Regions from separate parts of the Sus scrofa genome. Here region 1 is linked to region 2. Evidence: chromatin contacts called from public promoter capture Hi-C data. All regions are on one chromosome and are shown on one strand. Each heading gives the region's core, a stretch centred on a gene start, on an enhancer-like site or on the middle of the called end of the contact. The rest is flanking DNA. Distances are from core to core; before and after follow the strand shown.

Region 1 (6,137 bases), core at 1,769-4,268, 290 kb before region 2:
CACAGCCCTCAGCAAAGCCTGGCTCAGGGGATGCCTCACACACAACACTCCCCTAAGGAGTACTTGTTGTCCTATCGTTGATAACACAGGAGCATGGGCTGAGGGGAAAACCGCTACAAGGGAGGAGCCAGGACTTTCAGTTATGTCTCTACTGCTGTGTGATTTTAGAGGAGTGGCCTGACCTCCCTGAGCCTCTGGGAGGCTGAGTGGGACTGCCTTGAAACTAGTCAGGCTTGATGTTGTCCATTGAGACCAGGGTGTCCATCCAGGATGTATCGCTCCAGCCAGGGTCCTGGGAAGGAACACTGTTACCTCTTCACTGAAAACACATCTCTGAGAGGCAGGGCCTGTGAACTCCATTTTCCAGATGAGAAACAGCTTCACCAGCAGGCATTTGAGGGGTGGCAGTGGGATGAGAACCCAGTTTGGCCTGCCTTCATGCCCCTCCTCTGTTGCCAGTATTGCCCTGACCTTGGGCAAATGGCTCTCTAGCCTTGGTTGATTAAGCCCTGTCACTGTGCCCAGGCCTGGCTTGTGGCCATCGTGTCAGATGATTCCTGGGATCCTCAAGAAGTGGAAGAAACTGGGGGCGGGGGCAGGGCAAGGCAGAGAATCAGTGTCTGGCCTAGGGGAAGCCAGGAGGATGGGGAAGAGCTGGGATCCCGCTCCCTCCCCCAGGAAACCCTGACCAAGTACAGCCGGGGTGCCCATGGTGGGAGGGTGTCAGTTGCTGGTGCCAAGAGGCACAGCCTGCCACTGTTGGAAGATGGCTGGGAGACTGGCCAGTGCCACCTTGCTGACAAGTGAACAGAAGCCAGAGCCCAGCCAGCACCTCTGGCACCATCCGGAGAGGCAGCCCAGCGCTGGGCCACTGCCTGACCTTTGCCTCAGTTGGCACTGTCCCCGGGGGTACTGTGGGACTTTCCAGGAGCTTGCCGCTTCCCTCACAAGACCTGACAGGTGAGCACCGAAGGTGAGGACTCCTGCAGGATAAATATCTCCCTATTTGGGTGGCAGACCACACCCATAGTTGGTCTCTCTGCTCGCATTCCATCAAGTGCTATTTAGAGAGTGGGAAACGGAGGCCCTGGAAAAGAACAGTTTATCCAGCCCACACTCAGCAAGCACTCACTGCAGATCAGCACGGTTGTGGTTTGCTTCCATTCATTTCATTAATGCTCCTATCAACCCCGGAAGCTCCTTGGAGAAACTGAAGCAGGGCGTTTGAGTCACTTGCTAAAGGTCCTATGATCAACAAGTCAAGAAGAGCAGGGATTCAAACCCAGGGCCCTTCCAGTAAGAGACACTTGTTGCACAAAACTCAGTTTTCCCACCTGCAAGGTGGGCCACCAACACCCCTCTCTGGAAGTCAGGTCATGAGATTTTGTTTGTTTCTTGGTTGGGATTTTTATTTGTTTGTTTTTGCCATCCCACAGCATATGGAGTTCCCTGGCCAGGGATCAGATCTGTGCTGAAATTGTGATATACATAAGTTGCATCTGTGGCAATGCTGGATCCTTAACCTACTGGGCCAGGGAGCAAACCTGTGTTCCAATGCTCCAAAGACACTGCCAACCCTGTTGTGCCACAGCAGGAACTCCATAAGATGATATTTGAGCCCTGCAAGGATATGATACCCAGTAGGTGTTCACCAGACTCAGCTTCCATCTCTTCTCCAGAGGGCAGGATGGAGACTAGGGCCTGGAAATTGCAGGGAAGCAAACCACAGTTGGGAGCTATTTGAGCAGAGACTCAGGTGGGAACATCATGGGAATATCAGGCATCTGATGGTAACCTCAAGCTAGTGACTTCCCCTTGTGAGCCCTCATTGTATCCTCAGATGGGCCCTTTGCAAAGTTATGGATTGAGAACTTAGCCGGGGGATTGTCCAGATCTAAACTGTGAGCACTTATTACAGTCTAGCTCAGCCTTGCTCCCTCCCAGGATTCTCTTGTTCTTAACTCGATTTCCACCAACACCCGCCCACACCTAGAAGAAATAAGAGCCAGTATCTGGGAATATTTGTAATCCTCTATGCCCCAGAGATTAAAGGGGTGCACTTTGTGAGTCAGAGAACAGGGTAGGCTTTGGGGAGGTGCCAGTGACACAGCCTGGTGCTGGACTGCAAGTGTCTCCCTAACTATCTGCAAAGAATCTCATGACCCCACACCTCACAGAAAAGCTGGGGCTCACAGGCCAGATGTGATCTGTGCAGGGTCAAATGCTTTCACCAGAAGGTCAAGGTGATGGCTGGAATGTAAGTTCTCCCAGGGGAGCAGCCCCAGAGAGGAAAGATCAGGTGTAGGAATCATTGTCCCTTGAGGAAACTGAGGTTCACAAGTGCATTGCCTAAGGTTGAATAGCCGAAATGTGGCCTCTGTACACCAGCACAAATTAAGACTTGGAGACAGAGTTTTGGGCAAAGCAGAAAGAACAGCTTTATTACTTTGCGAGGCAGAGGAGGCCACAGTAGGCTAACACCCTCAAAACTGTGTCCTGCCTTGAGAGGGGATAGCAAGGGGTTTTATAGGTTTAGCCTGAGAAAACAGGGCTGTTGGTAAGGATTTGGGTGCCTGTGTTCCTCTCCCTCCATAGATCATTTCAAAGTCATCAAGGCCAGAGTCAGGTGGTCTGGTGACAGTCTCTGGTGGTCTTTGGGGTTATTGAACCTTGACCTTCTCTCTGAAGTGAAGATTGCTCACAAAAGGAAGGGGGTGTTAAGGAAGTGTTTCAGATGAAAAGAAAACACCAGGTGCAATATAACTCTAACTAGAGTTTCTGTCGTGGCTCAGTGACTAATGAATCTGACTAGGAACTATGAGGTTGCGGGTTCAATCCCTGGCCTTGCTCAGTGGGTTAAGGATCCGTTGCTGCCGTGAGCTGTGGTGTAGGTCGAAGACATGGCTCAGATCTGGCGTTGCTGTGGCTCTGGTGTAGGCCGGCAGCTACAGCTCCAATTTGACCCCTAGCCTGGGACCCTCCATATGCCGTGGGAGCGGCCCTAGAAAAGACAAAAAAGACAAAAAAAAAAAAAAGAAGAAGAAGAAGAAAAGAAAGTAACCATTAGTAATAAGTTAGTGGGTCAAGGTAGGACATAATATAATGGAGACTGTTTTCCTAGTTTTGTTTTTCTTTTTTTTTTTTTTTTGGTCTTTTTGTCTTTTATGGCCGCACTGCAGCATATGGAGGTTCTCAGCCTAGGGTCAAATCGCAGCTGTAGCTACTGGCCTACACCACAGCCACAGCAATGCTGGATCCTTAACCCACTGAGAAAGGCCAGGGATTGAAGCTCCATCCTCATGGATACTACTCAGGTTCATTAACCACTGAGCCACAACAGCAACTCCTGTTTTAACTAGTTTTTTAGCCGTAACAATATTTCCTAATCATTAACTCTTGAGTCAGTTTTTTGAGACTGAGTTTGGGAGGCTAAAGAAAGTCTTTTACTTCAGAACATAAGGTCTCAGGGACTCGTACACCATATCTGTTGTAATGTCAGCTAGTGGCTGGACAAGTATTCAAACCTGTGTCACTCAGGTCCCCCATGGCTGTCCTTTGGCACGGCCTTACCCTACTTCCAAAAACCAGGCAACTTTGGGCCTGCTGAAGTGCTGTGTGAGCATGGGCAAGGATTTGACCTCTCTGTGTTCTGGTTTCTGTAAAATGGAGCCAGTAGTCGCTTTGACCTCATGGGATTCTGGTTAGGATTCAGTTAATTCACCAAAGATTTAGCAGGGAAGTGGCCTGACAGGGATGTCATTCAGTCCTGTGAGGAGCAAGTTTGTACTCGGAGAAGTCAAACATTTCCAGAAGATCACAAAGCACGTAAGATTCCACCTATTTCCACATTTTGCCATTACCCGGAGCTGTGGAGGACAGCTGAGTGACTTCCAGCGAGACTCTCTGCCCCCTCCGTATCCTTTGCAGGGGAATAGTGGGTATTTCCTATTAGTGGCCAAGTTCGCCGCTCAAGTTGGAGGTCCTGCTTCTGCACTGGGTGGCCAGAGAGCCTGACTTTGCCACAGCCTGAGGGGACCCTACGCCAGACTCCCAAGGCCACCTCGGGCCACAGTGCTCAGGGCCAAACTCTACACCTCCTTTGCTCCAAAGTCTGGTCCAGGGCGCACCGCCCACGGCCCTCGCGACTGGCCGCCGGCCCTGCCTGTCTTTGGCTTCGCAGCCAATCTCCGTCGCCCTCCGGGCTACGCCCTCCGTTCCTCGCTGCCAGTCGCGCCAGCTTCTTTGGAGCCCCGCCCTTTCTCCCAAGCGATTGGTCCTTGGGGCTGCCCATCTTCTCCGAGGGCTCCAATCTTCGCCTGCCTACAGGCCCTCGCCTCCCAGCTCCTCACACCCAGCAGGGCACCCCCGGGACCCGCAGCCTCTCCCAACAGCCCCGCCTCTATCCCCCAGTTATTGGCTGCAAGGGCTGCCCGTCCGCTTCATGCTCACCAATATCCGCCGTCTTCAGAGATGGTTGGCCAGCAGGCAGCCAATCGGAGTACAGCGTGGATCCCTCCCGCGGCGCGCGCCGAGAGTGCGCGAGGCGGGGCTGTGGCGGTGGAGGTGGCGGCGGCAGCGGCGGCGGCGACGCTTCCCAGCCGGTGAGGGGGCACGGGGGGCGTGGGGTGGCGCAGGCGTAGGGGGGCCCGCGCCCTTCGGGCCGACCTAGGGCGATGCACAGTTCTGTCATGGGCCTGGAACGAGGGCAGACGAGGCGGGGCGTGACAGCAGCATCACCGGGACTGGAAGAGGTTAAAGCCCACCCTCCCGACCTCCACGTCCCGCGTCTGGTATCCCCTGAGGGCCCCCAGCCGGATGTGAGACTCACTGTCAGCCCCCACACACCTGACATCACATCCATTCTCGTTGACATCTCCCCTTACATACCTAAGACTGTCCGCCTTGCTGACATCCCCCACCCCCTTGGGGCCATGCCCCCAGGCTCCCCGCACAGTTGAGCCTGCACCCCCTCACGCATCTGAGTCTATGCTCCCACTCATATTCCCCCTTACACACCCGACACTCGCCCCTGCTCACGAATGCCTCCCATGTCGTCTCAGTCCGTCCCTGATGACACCCCCACACCACTGGGTAGTCTCCACCCTCCTTTCCGTCCCCCTCGATACCACACCTGGGCTTGTACCTCCACACCCATACCTGAGCCTGTCACCCCAAACTTACCGTCCCCCATTCACATCTAGACCCGTTCCTATCTCCTCACCAGCTTTCTCATACCCAGGACTATGACCCTCTCACTGCTCCCTCCCTTAAGTAATCTGGGTCATTGCCCTCAGGTACTCCCCCAACACATGCACACACTTGCCCTCTGCCCCTTGCAGCCCTCTCATCACTCGCACATCCCTAGTCTGTGCACCCACCCTTACTTCCGTTCAGACACAGGTGTATTTGTGCCCCCTCCCTAGTCCTTCCCAATTTCCCCAGGTTTTCCAACATTCACCCAAGCTTTGCTATCTCAGGATCACTGCACCCTCCACACACACAATCCCCAAGAAAAGCCTACCCAGATATTTTTTCATTTATGGCGGTCTATAAAGTGATTTCCGGGCTTAGAATAATCCCTTCAGCCAGACAAACCGGAATTATCTCCTTTTTACCAGCAACAAATCTAAAGCGATTTAATTGGGGAGGCATTGCCCACACCTTCCTGAGCATGGCTGCTGACCCTTCTCTGTGGGCCAACCCCATTTTTGCCCATCTGTTGTGTTCATCTTTGTGGAGTTGGCAGGGGAGGGGACCCCCCACCCTCCTTGCAGCTGTTCCTTAGGAGTCATGACTTTGACTAGGTCCGGAAAGACTGAGCTGGAAGGGGTGGCCCCAGTCGTTTGCTGAGCATGTGTCTCAGAGCCCTGTAGCTAGTGGAGGCGGGGCGTTGTTGGAACTGGGCTTCAACACCCAAAGTGCCACTGGCCCAGCGGATAGGGTCGCGTGGGGGTAGGGGTGGGGACTTGCCTGGCCAGATCTTGCAGACCCCTCGCTGACCAGGGGGAGCTCCTTGGGTCCTGGAAGCTGATGAACCAAGAGAGTAAGGAAACACTCTTCACAGTGAGAAAGCTAATGTTTCAGCTGCTTAGAGATAACTACAAAACTGGAGCCTGGCATGGTGCTGGGGATAAAGA
Region 2 (5,901 bases), core at 3,075-5,574:
TGTAGACATGTAGGTATAGACAGATAACACTCTTGCTTCAGAAAAGGGTTATGGAGTTCCCGTCGTGGCGCAGTGGTTAACGAATCCGACTAGGAACCATGAGGTTGCGGGTTCAGTCCCTGCCCTTGCTCAGTGGGTTAACGATCCGGCGTTGCCGTGAGCTGTGGTGTAGGTTGCAGACCCGGCTCGGATCCTGCGTTGCTGTGGCTCTGGTGTAGGCCGGTGGCTACAGCTCTGATTGGACCCCTAGCCTGGGAACCTCCATATGCCGTGGGAGCGGCCCAAGAAATGGCAAAAAAAAAAAAAAAAAAAAAAAAAAAAAGAAAAGGGTTATCACAAATTCCACTTAACTGTGTCAGTAAGAACTAGGTAAGATTTCTTACTAGAGTCCAGGTTTTTGACCTAGCGATCTATAAAAAATATCTGGCTTAAAGGACTCCTGAACTCTATTTAGACTCAATTCTAGATTTTCTGGCCAACCATTACCAATAAAGCTATATTCTGCTCCCTACCCCTGGATAAATCAAGGGCTATATAACTTTCTCTTGGGGAAGCAAGAGGACAACTTAGGCCAACCTCTTGATTTGGTGGTTCTATTTCTCTCCGGAAATAGATACTGGCTTTTCACCACCCTTTCCATGGGAGAACCAATGCTGATTCCAATGGACCTGCCAAAGGATGCGAGTTTCAGCAGATTAGCAATTCATACATGTGAACCTCACAGTGCTTGGCAAACCAAATGAATTAGGCAGTCCAGAAATCTTAGGAGGTGATGATGGAGGGGCAGTTCACTATGTGTACCTGAACTGCCACAATCATTGAGTGACACTAGAGGGCTTTCATATTTGTGCTTAGTACCCTTTTCACCGGTATTAACCAGCTGTCATTTTTCATTGTCAGTGAACACTCTTCCTTGTCCAAGGCCACAAAACCAAGAGAATGTCTCTGCAGGCTGGCACCTACCAGATCCTCATTTTTCTAACTACCGTTGAGGCCCTGCCTTCCTTGCTGCCTGTGCATTTACCTGGCTCAGTTCCCATATCCCTATTTGGATGTGAATGTCACTTAGCCAGTTTGCCCACATGATTTCCCAGACCCAGGAAGGGACACGCCTTGATGCAGAGAGATGCAATCGCTGCCACCACTGTGGAAAGGAAAGCCCATGGTATGGGTCATGCCCTTTTCTTCTTCTTTTTTTTTTTAATGTCAGAAACTGTGTTCAAGTCATCCATTTTTCCATTTTGCTGGGGCATTTCCCTCTCTCTGATAAATGATGATTTGCCTTTGATTCTTTGAGGGTACAATTTTCCAGCCAAATAGGACTCTCATTTATGCCTAGTACTGGACTTCACGGACATCCCTGATCCAACATCTCTGCCTCTAGGCAATGCCTTTTCTCAGATAATCAGAGAAATTCTGTGCATTCTTTAAAGGAAAAGGTGAGATGTAATTATAGGTCCTGACATTTGCAGGGATCAGTCTGGAAATCACCTAGAGTAGCTCTGAAATACGCTGACTTCATTTGCAATTTCCCTTTGATAAAGTTAATTTAGGTGGCCTTGACCCTGGTCAGGGCCCCTATTTATTCTTTGCTCTTGAGTCTGGGGACTCTATTAGAGCTGTATCCAGAACGTTCTCACAGCTTGCCTAAGCGAGAGATAAGGTTCAGGGAACTTTGGGTCCTTACATGCTTTGCACAAAGATTCAAGGGCACTGGTCTCCTTCCTTCTCATTTTTTCTGCACAGAGGCCAAAAGTGAGATTAAGAAAATGCAAGTTTAGGATCTAGCCATAAAGTAGCAGAGAGATGTGAACAAGTCACGGTTACCCTCTGGGCCTCTCAGTTTCTCATATATAAAATGAAGGGGTTGGACAATGAGCTGCTCTTTGATCCTAGTTTAATTCAGAACTACAAAAGCACTGAGAGATTACTTAAATGAATAAGGCTGAATTCTTGCTCTTGGAAAGCATCCTAGTTAGTGACAGGAATGAAACAAAAATCTTCTGAGTACCAGGAGCTCACAGTCCTCAGTGCAACCTTTGGAGACAGGTGTTCTCATTTCTGATATAGCTGGGGAAAGTAATCTAGCTAGCGAGTTGCAGGCGTGGGTTCGAACCCAGTTCTGCCAACCACCAAAGTCCAAGTATTTATTGTCCACCCAGATCACCTTAGACATTTGCAGAATATGGTAAGTGCTACAGCAGAAGAGCAAACAAGGCCCTCTGGGAACACGGTGTCTTTATGTTTCCAGTGACTTTCTTCTCTAGCCAAGGACTCAGTCAGCCTTACCATTTGGGTCCAGGCTGAGCTCATTCAGGGAGTCAAGCCCCACAGGGCTCTCTGCCAACCTCCCATCACTCTGACTCTCAGAATTTACTTTTTACTTTTCTTCCAGGAATGTCAGCCCATTTGTAACAATAACAATAATCCTTTCTACATGGGTACCCTGCTTCAAGGTTTACAAAGCACTTTCACATCCATTATCTCATTTAATTACTTCCTCCTCTACATTCCTACAACATATTCCTGGTGTCTCTTTAGTATAACAGTCTGCCTTGTCTAATAGGCCTGTTTCCCTTCATTGCGTTCATCTTGGCTTAAAAGTTCCATCCTATAATTCAGACATCTCAGCATCTTACACACTTCTGTGCAGAAAGTGGGGGCAATAAAAGTTTTGCCATATTGAATCCTTAGAGTATTGTGGATCTTTCTCATTGCCGCTTTCTTCACCTTTGAATCAATGGACATTTATTTGATTGCTTACAAAGGGCATAACTTAGGTTCTTTGGGGGGTAAGTCAGGGGAGGAGTTCAGACAAACTGGGAGAAGACAGAAGTAGGCCATGGGTTCATGTGACATCAGAGTCTGGGTGACTGCTTCGTTTTGTCTGGGGATAGGTGGCAGGCAAGAATGCTTTTTGGAAGGGCCCCACCCAGGAGAGAAGGAAAGTGGGGCTGAAGAGCCTGACAGGGGACAGAATTAGGAAGAGCCACAGATTTGACCCTTGGGGAAGAGTGGACAGCTGCTTGGAAAAAATCCCCCCCCAAAAAAAGAGGGCTAAATGGGTAACTCTTCTAGGACAGAAGGGTCAAACGGTTGCACTTCTTAGGAAAAGAGAAACTCCTGCAACACTCAAATATTGCTTTGAAAAAGTGCAGGGACCGCAACCGCCTGGCAATTCTTGAGTAAAAAGGGTGAGGGACCACAAGTCTCCTGCAATTCCTCTCTGCAGAGAGAAAGTGTGCTTTAAGTCCCAAATTTCTCCTTGTCAGAGGAGGGACTTACAGGTTAGGAATTTCCCAAGGTATCTTCAGAAATGAAGGCCAGGGACATGCGGCCCCCACCGCCCCTCAGATCACAGAGGGAGAAGGCCCCCACTAGGGCTCACAAAAGAGGCAGGGTATGTTCCCCAAATACTCTCCAGCAAAGGCAGTGGGTCCTGAGGTCCCTCAAGTTCTCCTCAGTAAAGGACAGGGGCGCTAATCTCGAGAAGTTTTCTTAGAACAGAGAGCTGGGGTCCCGACTGTACAGAATCATTCTTATCCTGGCAACTCTCCTCAGAAAAATGGGCAGGGCAAGAATCGCTAAAACTCTTCTCAGAAGGGGCGAGGGCTAAGATTCTTGCAGGTTCCCCTCAGAACGCAGGCTAGGGGCAAGAATCCGTAACAGTCTCCTCAGAATAGGGTCGAGCCCGTGACTCTAACCTGAAAAGAACCCAGAGGCAATGAAACCCCTCGGGAACAAGGCAGGGCCACAGCTCGCCCAGTGTCCTCGGAGCGCGCCTCCTGCTGCCCCGCCCACCGTAACCGCCCCACGCCCGCCCGGCCCAGGCCGCCTCCGGTGCATTGTGGGTGGGGCGCCCCTGCTGAGCACTGCGGGGAACCCCCTGTCCAGTCAGTTGTTGGCCGCCAGGCATCCCCACGGAACCCCCCTCCAGTGTCCGAGCGAGCTGGCCACGGATTGACGCGTCCCCTAGACCCCGCCTCTTGCGGTGCTCCGACCCTGAAGCTAAAGCCCCGCCCCCGCAGCGCCCTGACTGGACCTGAGTCCGGATCCACTCTCCCATTGGTAGACCACATGTCGGTCATCTCATCCCGCCTCTCCAGGCCCGCCCAGGCCCCCGGCGCGATCCCGAGGGCCAGCCGGCCCGCGCGATCATTGGCCGCAAGGCGCTGTCCGTCATGAAGCTGGCCACGCCCTCTCTGGGGCGCGGATCCCGGGAACCCTAGCCGGACCTCATTGGCCTGAGGCGCCGCCACTCGGTGAGACGCGCCTCAACCCGGAAGTGTGCGAGACGAAATCTGCCTAGCAACCGGGGAAGCCGGGCGGCGAAGCGGGCAATTTCAGTGTGAGACTGAGCGGCGAGACGGAGCGGCGGCTCCGAGCGCGGCGCGGCGGCTCCTCCCGCCCGGGGTCAGCGCCCCGGCGCGCGCACGCGCACCCCCGCCGCCCGAACGCGCCCCGCGCCGCCCGCGCAGTCCGTCGGTCGACCGTCCGTCGTCTTGTCGCCGCCGCCGTCGCCGCCGCGGGCGCCACCTGAGGGAGCTGCCGCACGGGACCTGAGCCGACCGGACCCGACCCTGCCACCCGAGGCCCCCCGGGACCCCAGCAGTCGCCCGCAGAGGCGCCGAGCAACTTCGGTGAGTGAGGGGCCGGCGTCGCTGCTGGCGGGTCCCCGGCTTCCGGTGCCCGGGGCTTCTCTGGGGCTTCCGCTTCTTCGAGGGGGCCTCTTCCATTGCGTGGACCCCCTTGTCTGAGGGGACCCGCTTCTCTGAGGGACCCCGCCTCTTGAGAGGATCCTCCCTTCCCTGAGGATCCCCTGTCTCTTTGAGGGAACCTCCTGCTTCGCTGGGGAGCCCCTTCTCTGAGGACCGGAGCTGTCTGAGACTCCCCCTCCCAGCTTCTTAAAGGGGACCCCTGCTTGTCCGAGGGGTTGCTTTCTCCGAGTGACCTCCTGCCTTTCTGGGACCCCCTGTCATAGGCGATCCCCTGCTTCCCTGACGGACCCCTACCTCTCTCAGGAGACATCTTTGCTTCTAGGGGACCCTCCCCCTGAATTCTCTGGGGGATCCCCACCTCTCTGAGGAGATCCCTGCTTCTGTGAGATATTGTCCCACTGTTCTGTGTTTTTTTTTGCCCTTGATGTTTTGTGGTGTCTCTCACTTTTCATAGGTCCCCCTTGCCCCCTACCTTTCTGCGATGCTCTCCTGGCTTTTCTGTTCCCGCTTCTTTGGGTGACACCCTCCTTTTCTCAAGTGTCCCCCAACTAATCTGAAGTGTTCCTGCTTCTGTCAGAATCCTTCTTGGAGGTGTTCCCCACTTTTCTGAACTGTTCTCACTTTGGATGGGACCCCTTACTTTTTTTTTTGCTTTTTAGAGCCGCATCCGTGGCATATGGAGGTTCCCAGGCTAGGGGTCAAATCTGAGCTACAGCTCCAGGCCTACACTACAGCCACAGCAATGCCAGATCCTTAAGCAACTGAGTGAGGCCAGGGATCGAACCTTCAACCTCATGGTACCTTCAGATTCTTTTCCCCCGCACCACCACGGGAACTCTGGGACCCCTTAGTTTTTGATAAATACTTCCATTTTCCTGAAGCCCCCCCACCCAAGGCCCATACATCTGATTGGATCCTTATTTGTCTGAGGAAATGTTCCTCATTTTTCCAAAATCATTTCCTTTCTGGGGATCACTTTCTAATCTGTGGATGCCATGATGTTTGGAGGAGTCCCTGGCTTCTTCAGAGGTTCCCCACCTAATTCGAAATGTTCCATTCCTACAGCTCTTCACTTCTCTGAAATATGCCTCCACTTTTCCAAGATATCTCCTCTCTGATGGAAGACACAGTGGATTTCTTCACTTCTCTGAAGGGTCCCCCTGCATTCCCAGGCATTTCCCCT

The links. Promoter capture Hi-C pulls out the DNA fragments that hold promoters and counts their contacts.
Region 1: a contact with region 2 is called in a promoter capture Hi-C map of fetal liver, with 2.0 times the contacts expected there. The contact joins the promoter of SLC25A42 here to the promoter of GATAD2A in region 2. A contact is called at or near these places in 1 of 5 promoter capture datasets (fetal liver) and 1 of 47 Hi-C or Micro-C datasets (heart right ventricle).

What each region holds. Positions count from the first base shown.
Region 1 is chr2:58,800,237-58,806,373 of Sscrofa11.1, reverse strand. SLC25A42 (mitochondrial coenzyme A transporter SLC25A42) reads left to right here and starts at 3,018. Exons shown (of 8, transcript XM_021083444.1): 1 at 3,018-4,601. The coding sequence starts at 4,471. LOC100511007 (a long non-coding RNA gene) reads right to left here and starts at 5,244. Exons shown (of 2, transcript NR_045043.1): 1 at 5,182-5,244; 2 at 3,133-4,665.
Region 2 is chr2:58,515,731-58,521,631 of Sscrofa11.1, reverse strand. GATAD2A (transcriptional repressor p66-alpha) reads left to right here and starts at 4,324. Exons shown (of 13, transcript XM_021083423.1): 1 at 4,324-4,640.